Linked DNA regions of Mus musculus: region 1 is linked to region 2. The links are chromatin contacts, called in public HiCAR-type maps. All regions are on one chromosome and are shown on one strand. The core of a region is the stretch at or near the end of the contact, and the rest is flanking DNA. Distances in the headings are between cores, read along the strand shown. Region 1 overlaps Adamtsl3 (ADAMTS-like 3). Region 2 holds the start of Adamtsl3 (ADAMTS-like 3).

Region 1 (6,041 bases), core at 7-2,506, 170 kb after region 2:
ACAGGCATCTGCTGCTGTTCGTGCTGCTCCTGGTGTCTGCCATCTGCCTGGCTTCCATAGGCTTCTCTGAGTTCTGTGTGGGATCCAGAAGGAAATATACTTAGCTCTTTGGTCTGTTATTATAGAGTGATTTCTATGTTTCCCTTGCAGGGTTTCTGTGTGATTCTCTCTCATACACATGGACTCTGTATTTCCTCCTTTTAATTGCTAAGAATACCTGTAATCTCCTTTAATCAGTATAGGTATAATATGGGTAAGTATGGGATTGCCTGGAGAAGCGACCTACAAAGATTAGTATTCCAAGATATTGGTTACAGTATCGGCATGACTAGAACTTGAAGAGATCCTGTTGCTTCTCTGAACCAGATCATGCACACTCGGAAACTGTGGATTTCTTAGTGTGTGGGTACACGTGTGTGCTCATGTGTGCTTGGTGGGTCCACATGTGTGCTCAGGCTTGTGGCAGCCAGAAGTCCATGTCAGCCATTACTCCTTAGGAACTGTCTTTGTGTTTTGAAGACAGTCTCTCATTGCAACCCAGGACTCATTGATTAGGCTAGGCTGACTGTCCTGTGAATCTTGAGATTCTCCTGTCTTGTCTCGGGGGTGGGGGGGCTGGAATCACAAGTGTGTGCCAGTAGCCCCAGTTTTGCTTTAAATTCAGTCACTGGATTTCAGACTCGGGTCCATACATGGCAAGCACTCTACCAACTGAGCTGTCTTCCCAGCCAACAAACCAGTTCTGTGAGTTGTCTGTGTGTGTGTGTGTGTGTGTGTGTGTGTGTGTGTGTGTGTGCATTACTGGAGAGTATGTCAGAGAGGGAAACCACAGTCACCATTGCAGAGGAGACATGTGTTTTGGGAAGTGGCCTTAGGTTCATTTATAATATATGATTCTTAAAATAATTTTAATACTATGTATTCACATATCATTTGCACAAATAAAGATTATTTCCAACCTTCTTACCCAAATATGCACTCACCTTTTAGTAGACTGTCATGACAACATACCCCCCCCACACACACTCTGATTTAGCAATCCCCTGTCTCCTGCCTCTGAATCCTGGCTCTCTCAGACTGAATAAATAAACAGCTCTGGACTTCAGCTTCAGTGTCTGGAAAGCTTTCAGGCTCTGGAGACTGAAGGGGTTGTTTAAAAACATATTTATCAAAGAGGGCGTTACACACAACTAACTGTGTATAAACAGAGTGTCATTTCCATGCCTACAGCCGTGTTCCTCTGTGGCTGCGGTGTGCTCGGTAGAAGAGAATCTGGCAAAGTTGGAGACACTTGAAATGAAGCAAGAGTGACTCTGGGGTTGTTTCTCTCTGACTCAGGAGCTTGTCCAGATTATGTGTGTTTCTAGGAAATATTCTTTTCCATCGGTTATTTCTTTTTTTCTTCCAATTCTGGTTCAGAACATTGTAGTGTTGCCCAGCTGTGCTGTGGCTTGAGGTGAAGGATTCTGCTTACAACCGTCTTTTCTGGGATCACTACACAATCAAGCAACACTCCTTTGCTTAGAGGGAGGGGTAATGCTATGTGGGGTGACTGATGACTACCCCTCCCCCATGTCCCTACACCCCTCTAGTCGCTCTCCACAGAGGACATCTGGAATAAAGATGGCTTCCACCTAAGACTGAGCTCTGTGGCAGCAGGGCCCAGGGGCCACCTACTCTATGCTACTGCCAGCACAGTTATGGGGATACTGGGCTGTGCTTGTCTTCATCATTTATGTCATAGCTTTTATAAAGAGCAGGGCTTTTGGTAAGGGAAATGTTGGAAACTACTGTATTCTTACATTCTTACAGAAAAAAATCTGTTTTCTACTCTTTAAGAAACTTTTTCTTCATAGCTAGGTTGGTCCAGGAAGCCTTGCCTTTTTTCTTTCCGTGGGCTTCTTCTCACTCTATAATCTTGTTCTCCTGAATAATAGTTTCTCATGGTGGCTCCTGCCCCATCTCTGTTGCAATAGGGTGGTTTACCCTGGAGTATGAGGATTTTGCTCCTGCAATATGTGTACCTGGCCACCAGGCACAGTAGAGACTCTTGACCAAATCACTGCTGTTTCAGGCAATTGCTGACTGGTGAGCCAGGGCAATCGCTCTCAACCTTCCTAATGCTGTGACCCCTTAATACATGGCGACGCCCCACCATAAAAGTTTTCTCATTCCTACTTTGTAATTATACTTTTACACTGTTATGAATTGTAATGTAAATGTCTGTGTTTTCTGATGGTCTCAGGCAACCCTGTGAAAGGGGTCACAACACACAGGTTGAGAACTGCTGAGCTATAAGCTGAGCTCACTCAGAGGGAATTTACCTACCCTTGGCATCTTGACCTCTGTGCATAAATGTTTAGGACTATCGAGTCGGAGTATATTTCACTGAGATTACCTTATGAAATAAAATTTAACTACTTTAATGAAGATACGTGTTTCTGTGGTAGAAACCTCTCTGGGAGACATACGGAGAGAAAGGCACATTTGTCTTCTTTGTGGCCTGATGTTTTCCCTCTACAACCGGTTGTTGAGGCAGTCACTTTCATTCAGTTTAGATACTTTATGCTCCCGTGGGCGTATGTTTTCTGGTTGCTTTCCCCTAGCTTTCAAGCATGCAACCTGTCTTCAGGTTTCCCTGACCCAGCTCTGATAGTTTGTATGCCCTCTTCCCAGAGTCTTGCTAGAGAATTATGCTAGCTCCTCTGACTGCCTGGATTCCTTTCTGCTAGAGAACATACCATGGTCTCACCACACGGGGGCAGCAGAAGTGAAAGCCACAAATTCCCAAGTGCTTTAGGAACACAGGCAGGAGGCAGGGATGAGGGATGAGAGTTGGGGAGTGGCTTAGAGTCAGGACCTGCCTAGGGTTCCAGAGGTTGTATTAACAGAGTACGCAGAGATAGAATGTGCGGGAAAGAGAGGGACTCTCTTATCATTCTGGAGGCTTAATATGCAAAACTAAGGTGTTAGCGGGATTGGCTCTGTCTGAGGGCTGTGAGGGAGGACCTGCTTTGCGTCCCTCTCTCCTCCTTTATCATAGCTAAAGAATTCCTATTATCTTCCCTTCGTTCATGTCTGCCTCTGTAGCCAACCCTATTTCCATAAGAACACAAGCATATTGGGCCAGGGCCCAGCCAATTACTTTCATCTCAGCAACATGACATTTGCACAGACCCTGTGTCCAAGTCAGACCATATTCTGATGTTCTGCAGGCTAGGGCTTTAGTGTAGTTTCTTTTTCTTTGTTTGTTTCTATTTTATTTATTTGTTGTTGTTTTTCAAGACAGGGTTTCTCTGTTGTAGCTCTGGCTGTCCTAGAACTTGCTCTGTAGATGAGACTGGCCTCAAACTCACAGAGATCAACCTGCCTGTGCCTCTGCCTGTGCCTGTGCCTTGTGTCTCTGCCTCTACCCCTGCCCCTGCCCCTGCCCCTGCCCCTGTCTCCTGAGTGCTGGAGTTAAAGGCATATGTCAGCACTGCAAGGCCCCAGTGTTGTTTCTTATGGGACACAAGTCAATCCGAAATAGTGGTGACAGGAAAGGAATTTCAGTTTTTCTTCACTGCCCTCCATCCAAATCCCGTCCCCTCTTGAGTGTTTTCTGCTGATCATAAAGGTAGAGCTTTGTGAGAATCTGACATGCTCCTGTAATGTGGCCCCTGAGGGCCATTTCTTCATGCATTTCAAGCAGAGAGTGCTAATTCATTTCTGTAATCAGGCAACTGAGGCAGGAAGATAGCAAATTTGAGGCAAGCCTTGGCTATACAGTGAGATTTTTTTCCCCCAAATTAGTAAATCTGGGGCTAGTAAGATGGCTGGGCAGGTGCTTGCTTGCTACCAAGCCTGACAACCTGAATCCAATCTTTGGAACCTGCCATCTCCTTTGATCTTCACACAAGTGCTGTGGAACGAGTGCACACACACACACACACACACACACACACACACACACACGCACACACACAGAGGAGTAAATAGACAAGTGTCAAATAAATCTGCTTGAAAATCTTCTCATTGATATCAAAACTCATAGCTAAGTAATATATGTAAATATACACAACTATGAATGTTTTATATTAATAATTTTAGAAATTATTTCAAAGTGGCCAAGTCAGTAGCTGAACTTGAGTTTATTTCCCTAAAAAGCATGGGACACACTGCTGTAAGTGATCCTGAACCTTGCTCCCTTGTCATTCTCTATGTACTTGATTGTTGAAGTTGTCAGAGGTCATGTCTGCCCCTGGGGACTTGTTCAGGTGAGCGAGTGGCCAGGCTATTGTCGACAGAAGTACAGAGAGAACGCATTAACATTAGAACCATGACTGCTAAAGGTTATTGTTATTAATTTTTGTTAGTTTACTTTGAGCTTTTGTCTTTATAGTTAGGATTGATGGAGAGAGATGGTTCTAAATGGATTTAATTCTCAGAGCATTTCAGCATCAGAGCCAAAGACCATAGCTCTTCCTCTGTGGAATGATGAGAACACATCTTCTGCAGGTTAGGCTTAGATGTGAGCTGTGCAGAGCCTGTTCCCTATGCCTCTATGGGTGTAGGAAGGAGTTTTACAGAGGGTCAGATGGGAGGGGTGGACAGGGAGATTGTGATAACAAGCAGATGACAAGGAGAACCAATGGTGGGAAAAGGACTTTTACTATATTTCCCATGTAGAACCTCAAAATGAAAATGTTCATTTGGGTGGCTGCCTCCATCAGCACCAACCTGGGACTGCCACATCAGAACAAGACATCAGCTCATGAAGTGTTCAGTCTCAGACAGAGCCCAGGTAGAGCCCTGAGTCTCAGTTCACGGTGCTTTGGACAATGTCTAGAAAACGTCTACCCCACCATCCCCTCTTGAGTGTTTGCTGCTGATCATAAAGGCACTCAGCTCCACTAATGTCCAAGTCTTTTCTGTGGCATTTGCAGATTTCTTCTGCATCCCTTCCCAGGTACCTTAACCTATATCTGCAGCATGTATATCACTTCCCAGGTACCTTAACCTATATCTGCAGCATGTATATCCCCTCCCAGGTACCTTAACCTATATCTGAAGCATGTATATCCCCTCCCAGGCACCTTAACCTATATCTGCAGCATGTATATACCTTCCCAGGCACCTTAACCTATATCTGCAGCATGTATAGCCCTTCCCAGGTACCTTAACCTATATCTGCAGCATGTATATCCCTTCCCAGGCACCTTAACCTATATCTGCAGCATGTATATCCCTTCCCAGGCACCTTAACCTATATCTGCAGCATGTATATCCCTTCCCAGGCACCTTAACCTATATCTGCAGCATGTATAGCCCTTCCCAGGTACCTTAACTTATATCTGCAGCATGTATATCCCTTCCCAGGCACCTTAACCTATATCTGCAGCATGTATAGCCCTTCCCAGGCACCTTAACCTATATCTGCAGCATGTATATCCCTTCCCAGGCACCTTAACCTATATCTGCAGCATGTATATCCCTTCCCAGGCACCTTAACCTATATCTGCAGCATGTACCCAAACCTCACACTTGTTGTTGGAAAACAGATGGACTGGGTAATTTATAGGATCTAGTTTACTTAATAGAGTTTTGTCAAAGCTTATTACTAAAACAATTTTTTTAAATGAAGTGTATGTCTACAATGAAACATTGTTCATTTTTATTGTTTCTCTTTGACATATGAAGTAGGTTTTAATAATCACAGTTTATCAAGTTGGTATTTTTTGACTTAGTGATAAATTCATGGGGTCACTTGAGTTTCTTTTTTATCTTTATTACACTTTAATGTATTTATTGTCTGTGAAGAGAGGGCATGGTGGTTACATGTGTGTGCCATAGGGCAAGGGGAGGCCCAAGGACAATGTGCAGGGGTTATTTCTTTCCTTCTACCTGTGAGTCCCAGGGAGAGAACTCAGGCCTCCAGGCTTGCCACTTGCCACTTGCCTGCTGATCCATCGCTTTACCCCCATTTGAACTTCTTAAGTGAAGGGGCATGCTTTTTGTCCACTCTTTGCTTGTTTCTTTTGCTTTTTGTACCTGGGGGTGTT
Region 2 (5,718 bases), core at 902-3,401:
AATCCACAGGCAGCAGCAGGAGAGAGCCATGGGAGATCACTTGTGTTTTTGAAAACCTCAAACCCCCTTCCAGTGACGCTGTTCCTCCAACATGGCCGCCTCTCCTCGTCCTCAAACAGTTTACCAACTGAGGACTAGGGATTCAACATGACCGTATGGCAACATTCTCGTTCAAAGTACCACATGGTGTGTTCTGAAGTGTTAGCATGGCTGTTTCTCTCCTAATGCACTGATGTAGACACACACACCACGGATCCTTCTCATCTGTCATATCATCATATAATCATCACCTGTCACCATACCATCAAAGCACAGGACGCTTTCGAAGTCATCTGAAGGCCAGTGAACATTTGGAGTCAGTTAGTGCCCACACTCACTGCTAAGGTCCCACAAGACTTCCTTGCTCTTCTTGGGTCTGTTCAGTTCTTATTCGGTAAACCATTATCCTAAATGTCCTCTATGCAACATTTTGTTGTTGATTACATTGTTTGAGGCAACCCTTGAGCACAGTGCTGGCTCTGTCTCCCCAAGGACCAAGAGGCTGGGATGTGTATGTGAACAGCTAGAGAGCAGTCCCTTGTTAGGAGAGTTGACAGGTGCTGGTGCCAGGAGCTCAGGGAGAATGAATGAACATGTGTTAGACAAGGTGCTTTTACACGGAAAGGCATACAAAATAAGGCAGTGTGCCAAGTGGCTGTCAAAACATAACCAGAGGCTCATGGGAACCTAATCCTGCATAATCCCCATCAGAGTAATAGCCCAGTATCCATATGTGTATTATCTGCCCCACTTTCCAGAGCTAAACTAGGGTGAACAGAGAGACTCAGTGGTCTGCAGGTGAGCTAGTCATGGTCTAGCTCTGTCCTCCCTTCTTGGTTCCTCCTGAATCTCTTCCCATGCACCACCTGCTCATTTTCCATAGGTTTCCAGCCGTTTCCCTCTCTGGAGTGGAGAGACAGTCTTGACAAGGCCCTTTTCCTGGTCAGAGGAGGCCATCTGATCAGGGAAGGAGAGAATAGGAAAACACGTGGGGGGAACTCTTGGCAATGCCATAAAAGAATCTGGAACATACCAGCCTTCAGTTCACTAGGCAAGAGAGCAACTTTGGATGCAAATGTTTCAGACTCTAGCGAGAAATAGGTACCTAGGAACCAGTTCCAGACCTGGCCTCTCTGATCATCATGAAAAGCTACTCCCCGAGGACTTAAGATAACTCTAGGAACGACTGCTTTTGGGAAGGCTGGCTACACATACCACTTGACAAAGTGGCATCACTCAAGGGAGCAGCAATACGGGAGGCACAATGGTGCCTTAAATGGAACACCTGGCCCTTGACTCCTATTGCTGAGATGAAGCCAAGCCCCCATGTCTCTTCCATGGCTTTTCTTTCCTTCAGAAGTGCTCAAGGTGCCCTCAACCCTCCTCCATTCATGACTGGGACACCTCTCTTCCAAACCTCTAGGCCCCGGGGCTGTAGCTGTATTTATTTCCTGACAGGTCTGGACTTCTGTGGGACCCAAACCTGTTTCCTACCAGGGACTCTAGGTCTCAGGTTTAGGTGTCCCTGCTGGGTCATCCATGGTCCCCAATTATACCAAGACCGCAGGGGCTGTTTGAATGGGTGATGGTCAAGCTCCTAAGGCTACCAGCAGGAGTGGGTAGACTCTGGGCAGCCTCTGCAGGGTATTACTTAACAGCTGAGGTCCCCGGGGTCTGGCGGTGGTGCTGGGAGAGGGTGGCATCCTCGCACTGGTCTGGCTGGCCTGGCTGGCCCGTGGCGCAGCGGACGCCTCCCCAGAGCGCGCTGCCGCCGGCGGCAGCCGGAGCTCCTGGCACCAGGCCTGGCTGCAGGCCCAGGGCAAGGAGTGGCTTCCAGGAAGCGGGCGGAGAAGCGTTCCAGCGGAGTCTCGCCGTGGCCGCGGCGGCCCCGAGCGCTCCGAGCCGCCTGGCTGCGGCTCGGTGGCCCGCTTGTCCCCGCGTTCCCAGCGCCCCTGGGTTAGGGCAGAGGACGCAGGGCGGGAGGGACTGACGGTACCCTAGACGCGGCGCGCACTTGCGGGACGGGCGGCGCAGGTGGCGGCGCGCGCCCTCCGCCCCTGGGTCGGGGCCAGCACTGCGCTCCGCGCGCCCGGAGGGGCGGGACAGGCGGGGCGGCCGCGTCCCAGCCCCATTTAACTTTGGCGGCGGCGCGAGCTGGAGGCCGGCGTCGGGGACCGTCGGGATCCCGCGCTCCGCACGAGGTGTCGCCGAGTCGGCGCTGCTCGCCACTGTCTCGCAGCGCGCATCCCTCCTTGCACCGTCAGACGCTGCTGCGACTCCGGATTGGAAACACCCGCGGGGGATCCAGGGATTCATCTCTCTGAGGATGGTAAGGTGGAGCAAGTTGATGGGAACGCTACTGGAAAATAAGGTCTTGGTTGAGCACTGCCCTATGGGGCTTAGACAGCTCCAGGCAGGCGCGCTACAGGATCCGGGAATGTTGGACAGAACCTTTCCTGGTCCTCTGCGAGCGAGGGGTGCTCTGGATGATGGGGGATACCCTGCGGGGTCAGCGGACTACGGGCTGATCTTAGCTTGCAGTGTTTGAAGGTCCGGAGGTTTGGCTACTGAGTGAGGTTCGCATGCTTGAAGCGCAGAGAAACGAGAGGAGACGCACGCCAGGGAAAGGAGGCGTGAGGGTGGCGGGCGCTGAAGTGTGCGAGCCAGCGGAGAGGGGCGCGTGGTCCTGGGGCCCAGCCCTGGCCGCCTCCCTTCGTCCCAGAGTCGCCGCCTCAGGTCGGAAACAGCAGCACATTTGCGGATCGCATTAAGCCAGGCCTTAATGCTTTCTCCAGATGGAGAGAAGCCACCGACCCGCCCCCGGACACCGACACCGCCAAGGCGCCCGCGAGGCGAAGCGGGAGTCGAGTGTGACCTCGGCTTTTCCAGTCTCCGCTCAAACTGAGTTCCCTGTAAACTGACAGGAAAACACATTGGGGAAAACGGTCCTCGTAGCCCTCCTGGGCTTACTTCTTCCTCACCTTTAAGAGATTACACTCCGCAAGACTGTGGCCCCCAGAATTCTCTTAAAGGCAGGTCTGGAAGCAGAAGGCATTCTATCATCTAGTGAGAAATTCCTCTAACTATCCAATCTGCGTTCCTATCCTAGACTCTGTTTAGCTGTGTGCCCTTAGGCAGGGTTCTTCCCTCTCTGGTCTAGTTTAATTGGCTTCAGACTCATTTTTGCCTCAAGGAATTAAAGCTGGCAGGTGCCCTAACTCTTGGCTTTAGGCTGGTCCTCCCCACAACCCCCAGCCCCCCCCCCGCCCCCAAAAGCCACACTCTGGTGCTGACAAACAGGCTAGGAGGTGTCTGGGGCAGGGTTGTCCCTACTGCTGGAGCACTGGAGGGATGGGTGAATTGCTGACTGGAGGCAGTCTCCGTTCCCCTTTTTGATCTTGGGGGACTCATCCTAAAGGGAGCCCCATATTGCCTTCATTCTGCAGCAGACAATCCCATCCTGGGCCAACACAAACGTTTCTAAGACACTGCTTGGGCTTCAGGGTCCCTGCCTTCTGATTGGCTCCTTAGCTTACAGATTCTGCCTCTGGAGCCAGAGCTAGTTGCAAACGAGGCATTTTCTTTTTGTCTTTTCTTTCGTAGGCTGTGAGGGAGACTCCTATGATATTGGACCCCATGGCTTCCTGGACAGGATCCTGGTGGCTGCTGACACGAATGATCTTTACGGTCTCTGGTCTTCTGCAGGTAATAGAATGGGCCACCGAGAATGCTGGGTATGCCTGTCTTTGCATAGGAATAGTATTCTAGTCCATGTAAGATGTAGGATCAGTGTTAATGCTGCACTAGAGAATCTTATACAGATGGTATTGTGGTTGGCTTCTCTGTAAGGAAAGCTCAAAGATCTGGGATCCTCTCTGGATCTAGAGCAGGAACTTGATACCGTGTGGGCCCGTTCACTACTGGTGACTTGGGGGCTTGGGTGGACCCTGTCTTTCCCGACTAGAGTGGCTGTCCAGGAGAAGCTATATGTTAGAACTCAGGAAGAGTCTGATTCCCACACTAGCTTAACTAAATAACTATTCTGGATTCACTGTTAACACACCCCGCTATTGTGTGGATCTCTCTCTAGAGAAGTGTCCTGTCCTAATGCTGTGACGCTTTAATACTCTTCCTCATGTTGTGGAGACCCCCAACCATAAAATTATTTCATTGCTATGTCATAACTAAGCTTACTACTGTTATGAATCATGATGTCAATACCTGTGTTTTCTGATGGCCTTAGGAGACCCATGTGACCCAAAGTGATCACAACCCATAGATTGGGAACCATTTCTCTAGGCTCTTGTCTTTTCCATCCAACCTGAGAAGCTGAGCTCATGGATTGCACTCTTACTTGTCTATTGTTTACAGCTAAGGGAGTTTGCTGGGTTTGCCAAGGAAACGATGGGGAGTGGTACAGAGGGCAACAAGGTGGACCCTCGATTTCCCTCCACTAAGAACAGTTCCTGCCTGACTCCAGTTTGTCACTGCTAAATGGAAATGCAAGTCCTGGATTGCTGGGCCTTCTTGTATTTCAAGATAGCTGGGGCGTCCAGATTTCTTCCACAACCCTTTGGTTTATAACAAAGTGAGATCCAGACAAATATGTTTGCGGTTGGATTCAGCCAAGAAGTGTGTGGGCCCCCGACCTAAAAATGCAGGGAACATTTCAGTTAATACCGTGTCCTGAGGGTGGCTGCTAATCCCGTGCAACGTCTTATGTGACTTAGAACAAGACAACACTTCCCTGAGGATTTCACTTCTGGCTGTGGTCTGTGCACCCTCACGATCTTAGCAGACAGCCTAGTACTTAAAGGCTTAAGTCGGTTAAACAAGCATGCAGGCATGGATGAAAATCTATACTCTGGGTAAATGAAGCGGGGGTGTGTGCTCCTCTTGCTGTAGTCTCTTGGATTTACTGCCTTTAAGCCTTTTTCAGTACCCCATCAATTCTGTGGCTCACACACAACTGATTAGTGAGGGACATCATCCCCTTTATCCCGTTTTACAGTGTTCTTCTGTGGCCATATTTTAATGGTTATGTTTTGTTAGAAGAAAGGCTAAAAGGATGGAGAGAAAGAAGTTTAGTGGTTTAAAACATCTGCTGCCTGCACGTGGTGGGTAACAGCCAGCTCCCAAGGATCTGACGCCCTCTGCTGGTGTCCATGGTCAACTGCAGTTATGTGCATACACCCACCCTATAGACACATACAGAAATACTCATAATTTAAAATAAAATATGTCTTCTAAAAAGTTATGGTTGAGGGTGTGGTTTAGGGTTTCTCTGGAGAGCACGGTGCAGTGCTGTGAAAGCAGATGACTTGCTTTTCCATGTCATCAAAGGATCTGAAGTAGGACACACGAAATGTCATTCCTAGTCAGGTGGGACAGAGCCCCTTAGGCAGAGTATTTCCCATTGCCCTGTCCCCTCTGTACCACCTTGGTGTGGTTTAAGTATGTCCCGAGGGGGCATTTACCCGGGTTGAATCATTCAGCGACCTCTTTGGATTTTCCCATATCTGTGCGCCTGTGGCAGTGCGGTTTCCATGCGTTAGGATAATGGTCTAAGTCGTCCGTGCCACCCACTGCTGGGATAGCCAGCAGCACACCGTGTGTATGGCTGGGTCACACATCTGTGCATGGCATCTATTTCCACACTTGTAGAGAGGGACTCAGAAT

What was found. HiCAR-type assays count read pairs that join an accessible place to other places.
Region 1: a HiCAR-type map of fibro-adipogenic progenitors shows a contact between it and region 2, with 4 times the contacts expected there. The contact joins the enhancer-like site here to the promoter of Adamtsl3 in region 2. A contact is called at or near these places in 6 of 39 promoter capture datasets (the 3T3-L1 cell line, 3T3-L1-derived adipocytes, embryonic stem cells and 2 more), 13 of 484 Hi-C or Micro-C datasets (the HL-1 cell line, Th2 cells, adipose-derived mesenchymal stem cells and 8 more), 3 of 115 datasets of contacts at active chromatin or transcription factors (embryonic forebrain, fibro-adipogenic progenitors and forebrain) and 1 of 9 other capture datasets (adipose tissue).

What each region holds. Positions count from the first base shown.
Region 1 is chr7:82,501,490-82,507,530 of GRCm38.p6, forward strand. All of the region lies in intron 9 of Adamtsl3 (ADAMTS-like 3), which reads left to right. Among named protein-coding and RNA genes, the nearest start is that of Saxo2, 140 kb to the right of the region's middle. Within about 2 kb of position 1,257, at least 13 of the 459 cell types and tissues checked have an H3K27ac peak or open chromatin away from gene starts, as enhancers often do. A contact at or near this core is called in fibro-adipogenic progenitors, where this site is marked.
Region 2 is chr7:82,333,543-82,339,260 of GRCm38.p6, forward strand. It overlaps Adamtsl3 (ADAMTS-like 3), which reads left to right and starts at 2,152. Exons shown (of 30, transcript NM_001190374.1): 1 at 2,152-2,368; 2 at 3,643-3,744. The coding sequence starts at 2,366.